2 separate regions of the Astyanax mexicanus genome follow, and region 1 is linked to region 2. Evidence: chromatin contacts called from public Hi-C data. All regions are on one chromosome and are shown on one strand. The core of a region is the stretch at or near the end of the contact, and the rest is flanking DNA. Distances in the headings are between cores, read along the strand shown.

Region 1 (4,666 bases), core at 1,189-3,688, 45 kb after region 2:
ATTTTCTTTAAAGGATGTAATTGTTTTATTATGGAATTGCATAATCATCATATTAGTAGCAGAATAATTACAGCACTATCTTTTATCAGAATTATTTCTGATACAATATCAGAAATAGAAATGGAAAAAAACAGACACAGATCAAATTATAAGTACTCTCAAAACAGAGGTCATGAGCTGTTAGCTACCGGAGACATCCTTTCTACTGCCAAACTCAATAAGCCAAATAAAGTCAAGTTTGTCCTCATTTGGGAGAAATGCAAAAAAACAACCTCAGGGCAAAACACTTCCTATTCAGTCAGTCCCACGCTGTCTCACCATGCTTACACGAGTCTGTACACTGAAGAAACCCCATCATATCTAGCGTTAGTTAACTGCTACTATTCAAGTGCTTTGCGACAACACAGACAACACCTGACTTCTTAATAGATTTTTACAGGGAGGGTGAAATCGTGATTAGCTACAGCAGCTATACAGCTCTCGAAAAAAATAAGAGACCACTTAAAAATTTGAATTTACCAAATTGAAAACCTCTGGAATATAATCAAAAGGAAGACAGATCATAACAAGCCATCAAACCAAGCTTGAATTTGTGAACCAGGAGTGGCAAATATTGATATTGATTCCAACAAATATTGATTTCTGAACTCTTAAAACTATTTTTGTTATTTCAGCCATTTTCTGCACCATAAGGAAGGGACTGCTGTGATTTCCAAATCAGTGCCACACGTCCCAGCGTCTTTAATCCACAGCTCACTAACCTAGTTAAAAACTCATTAAAAAATTTCATTTCAGTAATCTCACTCAAACACTTAAATTCCCTGCTCTGCACAGCCAGAATAATAAACAAACACAACAGCTGATAACAGGAGGTCATTCAGCTAGGTTAGGTTTAGCTAGCTGCAGGTCTGTGGTCAGTGTTTGAGGCTAAATGCAAAAATAAAAAAGTGAATGTAAAAACATAGTTTTCATTGATTTTTCCAATTTTAGTTTTTTCATCTCTGCCCCTCACAATCAGAATTTCAGAAAAAAATGTTCTTTATTTTGAGATTTTTCCGTTTTTGCATATTACAAGTTATACCATCAGGTTTAAAATGAAAAATTAGATAATAAACAAATTGTATTAAAAAAAAACATTTCTTCTTCACTCTACTGACAGGAAAATAAATAATTACGTTTTATACACAATTCTCTATTTTCGAATTTAGCTTGATACAGTCAGAAAATTAAACTGCTAAACATTACACTGACCTTCCAGTTTTTTCATCTCTGCTTCTCTAAAAATCTTCTTTATTTTCTGATTTTCAAGAAAATTGAAAAAGTGAATCTTCTCTTAATTTTCTTGAAAATCAGAAAATAAAGAAGATTTTTAGAGAAGCAGAGATGAAAAAATTCTATTTGCGAAAGGCTGAAATGAAAAACTTGAAAATAAAACAAATGGATGAAAACCCGTTTCTTCTTAATTAAAAATGTAGCTTGATACAGTCGGAAATTAGACTGCTAAACGTTACACTGACCGTCTGTGCAATGTTTATTTATTCTTCGCTTTTAGCTGGACAAAACTGTAGCCTAGTTAGTTAACCTAACTCGGTTAGCTAACCCTAGCTAGCTTAGTCAAATCTAACTAAGCTATTCTAGGTTAGCAATCATCATGTAAGTTATGTTTTGTAGCGAGATAAAGTGCTTTCGCTAGGAATAACGACGCTGTGTTGAAGTTTGGAGAAATATTGGTCTTATATTCACCAGTTACTGAATAAATCTATGTAAAATTCTCACAGTTTCGTGTTGGTAACTAGCTCAGTTATTGTTGTAGATAGTTAGGTTATATAAAAATATGTCAGATATCTATCTAACGTTAATCACAGGCTTTTAAACGCGCCCCGCCTCCCCGCCTTTCCCTCACAGGTTAAACACAGCTAGCCTAGCTGTCAACACAGTACAACAAAATCATCATTTTATCCAGAACAAACCGGTAAAAACGGATCACCTTTTTCTTGTCGACTCGAAGAAATGATTTCCTCCTCCTTTGGATTCGCTACCTGGGTGATTATGGACGTGTTGTCCATGGAAAAACTGGGTTTTTATTATTATTTTTTGTTTAAAGTCACTCGTTATTTCTGCCGTTGCTTTGCTAGCGAGCTAGCCCAGACCGTCTCGCGCACGGTAACGGTAACGGTTTTCTCTCCGCATTAAAATCCCGGTCTTCGTTAACGCCAGATCCCGATACCAACGTGATTTTTCGTCGTCAAACTGCCGGGACGGTCAACATCTCGGCTCTGGCGAAATGTGTACAGGCGGCTCATTCAATCCTGCTGCTGCATTTGGGTCTCCAGTCTCTCTCTATACACACACGCTCTCGTAAAACCACCAGCAGCAGCAGCAGTAGCAGCAGCACCTCCCTGAAGAAGATGAGAGCCACAGCAGCAGCCGCGATCTTTACTTTCCCACCCGTATTCGGGAAAGTCCCGCCTTCCTGTGTTGTAATTGGCTCGTGAATACACCGTGGTAACCAATCACAGTACAGTAGAGAAAAGCTGCTAGCCAATTGTAGCGTAGGAAGGTGGGACGATTCGGAAAAGGAGTGGAAAACAAAATCATAAAGCAGAAAGGCACACACACTTCATTGTTGCTTTATTAATGAGATTGTTTTGAGAGAGAAAGTGTGTGTGCGTGTGTGTGTATGCGGCGGGATGGGGGTGGGGGGTCATGTAAACAAGCACAGAAGGTTCCCCCACACCCTTTTTCACATTGTAAATGTTTATCAAAAAGATCAAATAAACAAATAAATAAAATTAAATACATTTTAGATTCTATATCTTTGGATACATTTGAAATCACACAAAATCACAATCACAAATGGAACAAAATTTAATTTATTTTATATTTATATATTTTTGTGATTTTTGATTGGTAAATGTATGTGAACCTTTCGGTGTTAAGGAATTTTATTGCTATTTACAAACTCTGTAATGTTTGTGGGTTTCCTCCCATTAATCGCTTGTTTCTATATTCTATCTATATACTTATTTTCTGCATATTTTTTATTCTCCTTTCGCCCTGTTCTTTAAAGTTTAGGACCCCACAGGACCATGATAGAGCAGCTATTATTTGGTGTGGTGGGTCAGTCATCCTCAGCACTGCAGTGACACAGACATGGTGATATGTGTTGTACCATGATGTTAACATCAAAGTTTTATGTATTTATTTATTTTGACTCTCTGGGAGTTTTCCTAACAACACTGTTAAAAAGTCCACATAGTTGGTGCTATAATTCAACACCCCACAGTGTAGCCTATTCTGTCTAAAAGGCCCCGCCTCTTGATTTGTTTCATACCCAGTATGCTCTGCAGCCATCCTTCTGTTTTGTTTGGGATTGTTTGAGTAAAGTATGTGTTTGTGGTGGTTATATGTGTTTGTTCATGTGTTTTTATAGTTGTTAAGATAAATTGGAAATAGTTGTGGCAGTTCCATTGGTATTGTGTTAGAAGGTGGATAAGGATAAGTTTTCACTGGAGAGCTGCACGTTATGAGAAAATCAATGCTCGTTTGGTAGTCTTTCATGTTCTCCTCTGTTCTAAATATATAAATAAAATTTGTTAAGGATAAATTTATAATTTGTGTGGATGGAGTCTTTACCAGTTTAACGACTGGTAAATGCTGTAAAATACCAAATAACACTTTGTTGGTGTTAGTCATGTCAACATTTTGTAAAGGGTTTCCATATAAATGCTTTGAAAGTGTTAAATTGAACTTGTGAAGTGTGAATTTGTGAAGACAGGGAGATTAATTGACCGATAGAAAACCTTTTCTTTACAGTGCTGTGTTGATGTTTTCAGATATGTAGTCTAAAACATTTTTTTCTGAACAGAATTGGAAATTTACAAATCCTTTAAAATCGCATTACTTTTATTGGAACTAAATAACTCAAACTAAATTCTACACAATTCTTTTGTCAGACAAATTTTTAAATGTTGTTCACATCAAAACTGATGGGACTAAGTTATGGTCACTTCAGAGCCTAGGTCCATTTACTTAGTTCTCACATACTTTTCTGCAATTTTAATTCATTTACACCCTTCTGAGTACAACCAAATTACAGCTTGTTCCAAATATAACACTCCTTTCAATTAGATTAAAGTGCTCCTGTTGTTGATGCGGTTGTTCAACTGCATGCATGCAGCTTGTATAATCTCCTTAGAAAAGCACTGCCAATATAACAGGATGCTCTGGACCAGCCACACAAGAGCCCAAGGTCACCATATATTGCCAAGTGGCAGCTATAGAGAGGTATAAATACCTCCAACATTGGACTGTGGAACAGTAGAACTGTGATCTCTGAAGTAATGGACCTCCATCCATTACTTTTGAAGTCAGATGGAGTCGTGTTCATGATCCAGAACTGATCATTCAGCATCAGTGCATGGATTTGCAATTATGTTGAGGCTAAATGCAAACAAATGCTCACAGCTATGTTCCTAAATGTAGTGTAATGCTTACCCAAAAGAATACAGCTGTTATGCCAACAAAGGAGAGACCAAAAATATCAAATTAATGTTCTGTGTTAAGAACAACTTTATAGTATGAGCAGGCTTCCACAAATGATCCGATATTTATATCATTAATGGTGAGAATCATGAATCATAAATAAAGATGGTGTTGCCAATTT
Region 2 (4,631 bases), core at 1,176-3,675:
ATTCTCTGGAATGATGGAGCTCCATCAAATACTTCTGGGGTGAGTTTGTGCGTCGGAAATTTGGTAGTGGGGTGGTGATCATCCAACATCCTGACCTCATTAAGGATCTTGTAGCTCAGTGTAAATAAATCCTCACACAAATGCTCTTAAGTCTAGTAGAAAACCTTCCCTGGACTGTAGAGATACCGTAGAGGTATGATAACAAAACAGTATAAAGTATCTTTTTTTAAAACCCTTATTTGCGTTTAGAATGTGTCCAAATACTTTGTTTATGATATTTGAAAATTGTGAATAGCCTAAAAGGTAGGTTTGTAAGGTCCGTTCTGAAGCTGCAATATATCAGAACTAAGTCACCAGTAAATATGATCGAATAACCCCAGACAAAAGTCAGAAGGACGTCCAGCAGGGGGAGCATGAGATCTGTGCAATGACTACATGAAGCCAAAGCCAGTGTGATGTTTTGCCTTGCAGGACTTCAAAGCTCCTGCTAACATGGGAAATTCTATTTTACTGTTCCAATAATTTGTCATTTTTCAGCAAAGTGGAGAGAGGTGGTCACTTTTAAAGGGAGGAGGATTACCTCAACACACTGAACTAAGTCTGATGAGTTTTTTTTTTTTTTTAAGAAGAATCATTTTCATCCACACACACACACGCACACACACACAGATAATTTAGTCCCTACAGAGTAGAATAGAATATGACTCTCTTAAGCAGATAAATAAACATGGACCTATCGGCATCATGCCCCATGCATTAAGGGGTATAAAGCCCCTCACAGCATTGAGCTGTGGAGCAGTGGAGCTGTGTTTTCTAGAATGATGGTGCTCCATCCAGTACATTTAGCATTTTGCCGTTGCACGTGTTGGGGATGATCAGGTTGGGTGGTAATCATCCAACATCCAGACCTCATAAATGTTCTTGTTGCTGAATGCAATTCAATTCTCACATCATTGCTCCACAATGAACAGTAGTGGCAATTACTTCAACAAAAGCAGGTAAATTATTTATCTCAATATTTTTCAAAGAATATGAGCTATTCTTGATTACGATCTAGAATTTTTTAGTTCTTACATAACAAGTTCAGATGTTTTACTTGTAAACAGACGGCACCACTTAAAGAGATGCCCAAGCTACTGTTTCCTTTTATATTTTTTATGAATAGTAAGCACTCTCCTTTAACCTTACATAACCTTACAGCTTATATATTAAATCAAATGTCTATTTATTAAGAGTTAGCTTTTATATGTAAAACTGTGGAATCTCTATTATCCCATTTTAAAAACTAATTACCTAAATTAAAACAGTCCAAATTTAAAGTGATGATATGTAACCAATTCACAAAAGAAGTCGTCTATAAAGTCTGCAGATTTGGTCATCTTTCAAAAATATGCCCTCAGCATTATAGACTTTGTTAATAGTCTGTGCACAATCAAATGACCTTAGGCCTGTTTTAAATTTCATGGCCTTGATTTCACAACAAACCTAAATGATCAGGTATCCCAAGACTTTTGTCTATTTTGTGTAAACTTCTTCTATTACAAATTTGTTGACCAAGCGCTCTAAAATGAGTTCAGAAGTCTATTGCAACATATTGAAACAGCACTCCGGGCTGAAAAACACCTATTCATCATTTCACCATGGCACACATGGGCAGGGCTGAACTGCTGTGGTTTAAAAAGATGGGCACATGAATAAGCAAATGGTTTTACAATTGTTTGGATTGGTTTTGCAGTCCACATATAGATTTGTAAGGAATAGGGAGTGACGGGTGCATATGGAAACTTTAACAATGTTTACATACTATGTCAAACACTTCAAAAGAGAGATTTCAGCCTTTAGTTAGCCAAGATAAGGCCCCTTTAAATGTCCTTATTCATCACTAGAAAAGGTTCCATCACGAGGCCAAACAGAGGAGCAATAACTAACCGTAAGAGGTGACTGAGTGTCTAACTCTTCAGGCAGAAACTGAGACAAACAGATTAGAGAAGTTCAGTTTATCTGGATTAGATCTGAGCAGAAATGACAGTGGCATTTCTTTGAATGCATTAATAAGCCTAGTTCATTTAATCGCTGTTTTCTCCTCTTCTCTGGATTGATTTCACTCTCTTCTCACTCTCTGAAGTTCAAACTGACCTTTAATTGAACGGACACAAAATCATTATAATATGTGGCACTCAGCAGCCAATTAATTAGTAAAAAAAGGATATGTTTTCCATACTTCAGTAAATGAGGGAAAAACTGCTCTCTCTCCAGAACTTTGCCCTTACGACGCACAGACAGTTTCCAGTACAGTACTTTTTATGGACACACCCTTGTGTACAATCTTCGGCAGCCTTTTTATGTAGAGTCTGTGTGTGTGTGTGGGTGGCAGAATGGGTGTATTTGTGCATGTGGTGTGTGTGCGTGTGTGTGCGCAGGGGGAATGAGGGAAAGAGAAAAAGAGTATGTGCGTGCGCACAAAGGCATGCATCCCTTGCTCCTTCCCTTTCTCTGGGCCTCTTTCTTTCAGCCACCGCCTCCCTTCTCTTTTCCGAGCAACAAGAAGAGCTGCCAGACAGACATTTTAAAGAAATCTCTGCTGTTCGAGAAAAAACACTTTACATTCTTTCATGTTCTTCCAGTCTCCCAGCTCTCTCTTAGTAAAGTTGCCTTCAAAATGTATTTGTAATTGTAACTTATGTATTGTAATAGTATTTTATTTTTTATTCCCCAGTTCATTACTATTACAGCTCTGGAAAAAAAATAAGAGACCACTTAAAAATGATGAGTTTCTTTGATTTTACCAAATTGAATACCTCTGGAATTTAATCAAGAGGAAGATGGATGATCACAAGCCATCAAACCAAGCTGAACTGCTTAAATATTTGCATCAGAAGTGGCATAAAGTTATGTGTCTTTTTTGTTTTTTCAGCCATGTCTTATTGTCTGCAAATAAATGCTCTAAATGACAATTTTTTTATTTGCCAATTGAGAGAAATGTTGTCCGTAGTTTCAGTTCATTTTACTCAAACATATACCCATATATAGCAAAATCAGAGAAACTGATTCGGAAACTGAAGTGGCCTCTTAATTTTGTCCAGAGCTGTAAAATGTTGCTGTATTAAAAATAGTTCTATATTAGACATGTATTAGATGGATGAATATAATTCCACAAATCATAGTTTCACTGCTCACCATAGCTTAATGCTGGAGGCCTTATACCACTTTACCCCACGTCTGGCATTAGGCATGGTGTTGGTATGTTTATGTTTGTCTGCTTCAGAGAGACCTATTCTATTGGTAGTATTTTAACAGTATTTTTGAATAGGGACCTGTGTAGCTGTGTGTGCATTTGCACATCTGTGCCAGCAATGAGTAACTAAATTAAAGTAGATAAATGCATTCATTACAAGGTGTGCCCACAGCAGTTTAGACACATAGTATCCCTTATTAGTACTATATAGGAAAAAATAGACAATCATAGCAGAACTATTTAAACATTCAGATCATTTGGGGTGTATCATGTATGTCTTGCATGAACTCTAAAAATGGCAACAAAACAGTAAAAATTAAAAACTTAAAAACACAATTATTGATATAAATAATATCAGTAGTATAAGTCAATGGAAAAAGATTTTATTCCAAGTCATTTTACAGCATGTCTATTGGTCTATTCATTTGGCCTAAACACCTCGCAGATCTGAACAAATGAGCAGAAACTACAATCCATCCAAAAATGGAGCAGACGAAGATGCAGGTCTTTAGAGAAGTGGGTCATTGGGGTGAGCAGGTGGCTCCCCAGAGGAGTCTTTCTAGGCACCACATTGGCCGTTTAATCTCAGCAGAGGATTTCATTCAGCCGGGAGTTTTAATCCCATGGCGGGCTCTAAACACCACCATTGTCTTGTGCTATTGAGCCTTGGAGTACTCAATGGATTATGAGCGGATTGTAAAACACGCTTTACTCCAGCTCAGCGAAGAACTCTTAGCTTTGTCGTAAACATCGCATTCCTCTTTAGATATAATCACTGATGGGCTGTTCATACCCTGAAGTTCATGACTGGTGAACACTGAACATATAAATCTCATTCTAAATACTTGATAAGCAGCAGAACCAAGCTTAATTGTAGGTACATAAGACACATGATTAAGAGTTCAGAGGCTCTGTGTGTGTGTGTGTGTGTGTGTGTGTGTGTGTATTTATACCTTAAAGGAACTGTGTACCAACGTCTCATCAAGGTCGATCACCACACAGTTCTTGCCGTAGTCGTTGATGCTGACCTCAGGCAGGAGGTATTTGGCTGGAGACTGAAGAGAGTAAACAAGTAGAGCACAGAGGATGACAAAAGAGGAGAGAGGAGGAGATAATAAAGAGAGTGAGTCATTTGAGAAACAGGGAAGACCCTGTTTACACCTGGTCACTATACGTGGGTTGTATCCTAATAAGATTTTAGCTACATGCATTTAACACTTGGAATTCAAATGGGTCTCTGATTAGAATTAAATTCTATAGGTTTCATTTCTACTGATGTGTTTTTTATTTGTTGAATACTTCTTTTAGAGACAGATGTGTTTACTCTGAAACCATACCATGACTCAAAGCACCTCCTCAGACAGTTTTGAATTACTGGATTCGTATCTGTTTGAAA

What was found. A called contact is a pair of places that touch in the nucleus more often than the background predicts.
Region 1: a Hi-C map of muscle shows a contact between it and region 2, with 13 times the contacts expected there. The contact joins the promoter of ctdspla here to the enhancer-like site in region 2. A contact is called at or near these places in 2 of 3 Hi-C or Micro-C datasets (both in muscle).

What each region holds. Positions count from the first base shown.
Region 1 is chr1:95,351,926-95,356,591 of AstMex3_surface, forward strand. ctdspla (CTD (carboxy-terminal domain, RNA polymerase II, polypeptide A) small phosphatase-like a) reads right to left here and starts at 2,439. Exons shown (of 8, transcript XM_007249060.4): 1 at 1,988-2,439. The coding sequence starts at 2,066.
Region 2 is chr1:95,306,811-95,311,441 of AstMex3_surface, forward strand. ctdspla (CTD (carboxy-terminal domain, RNA polymerase II, polypeptide A) small phosphatase-like a) reads right to left here. Exons shown (of 8, transcript XM_007249060.4): 4 at 4,189-4,290. Among protein-coding and RNA genes, the nearest start is that of vill, 13 kb to the left of the region's middle. Within about 2 kb of position 2,426, the one cell type or tissue checked has an H3K27ac peak away from gene starts, as active enhancers do.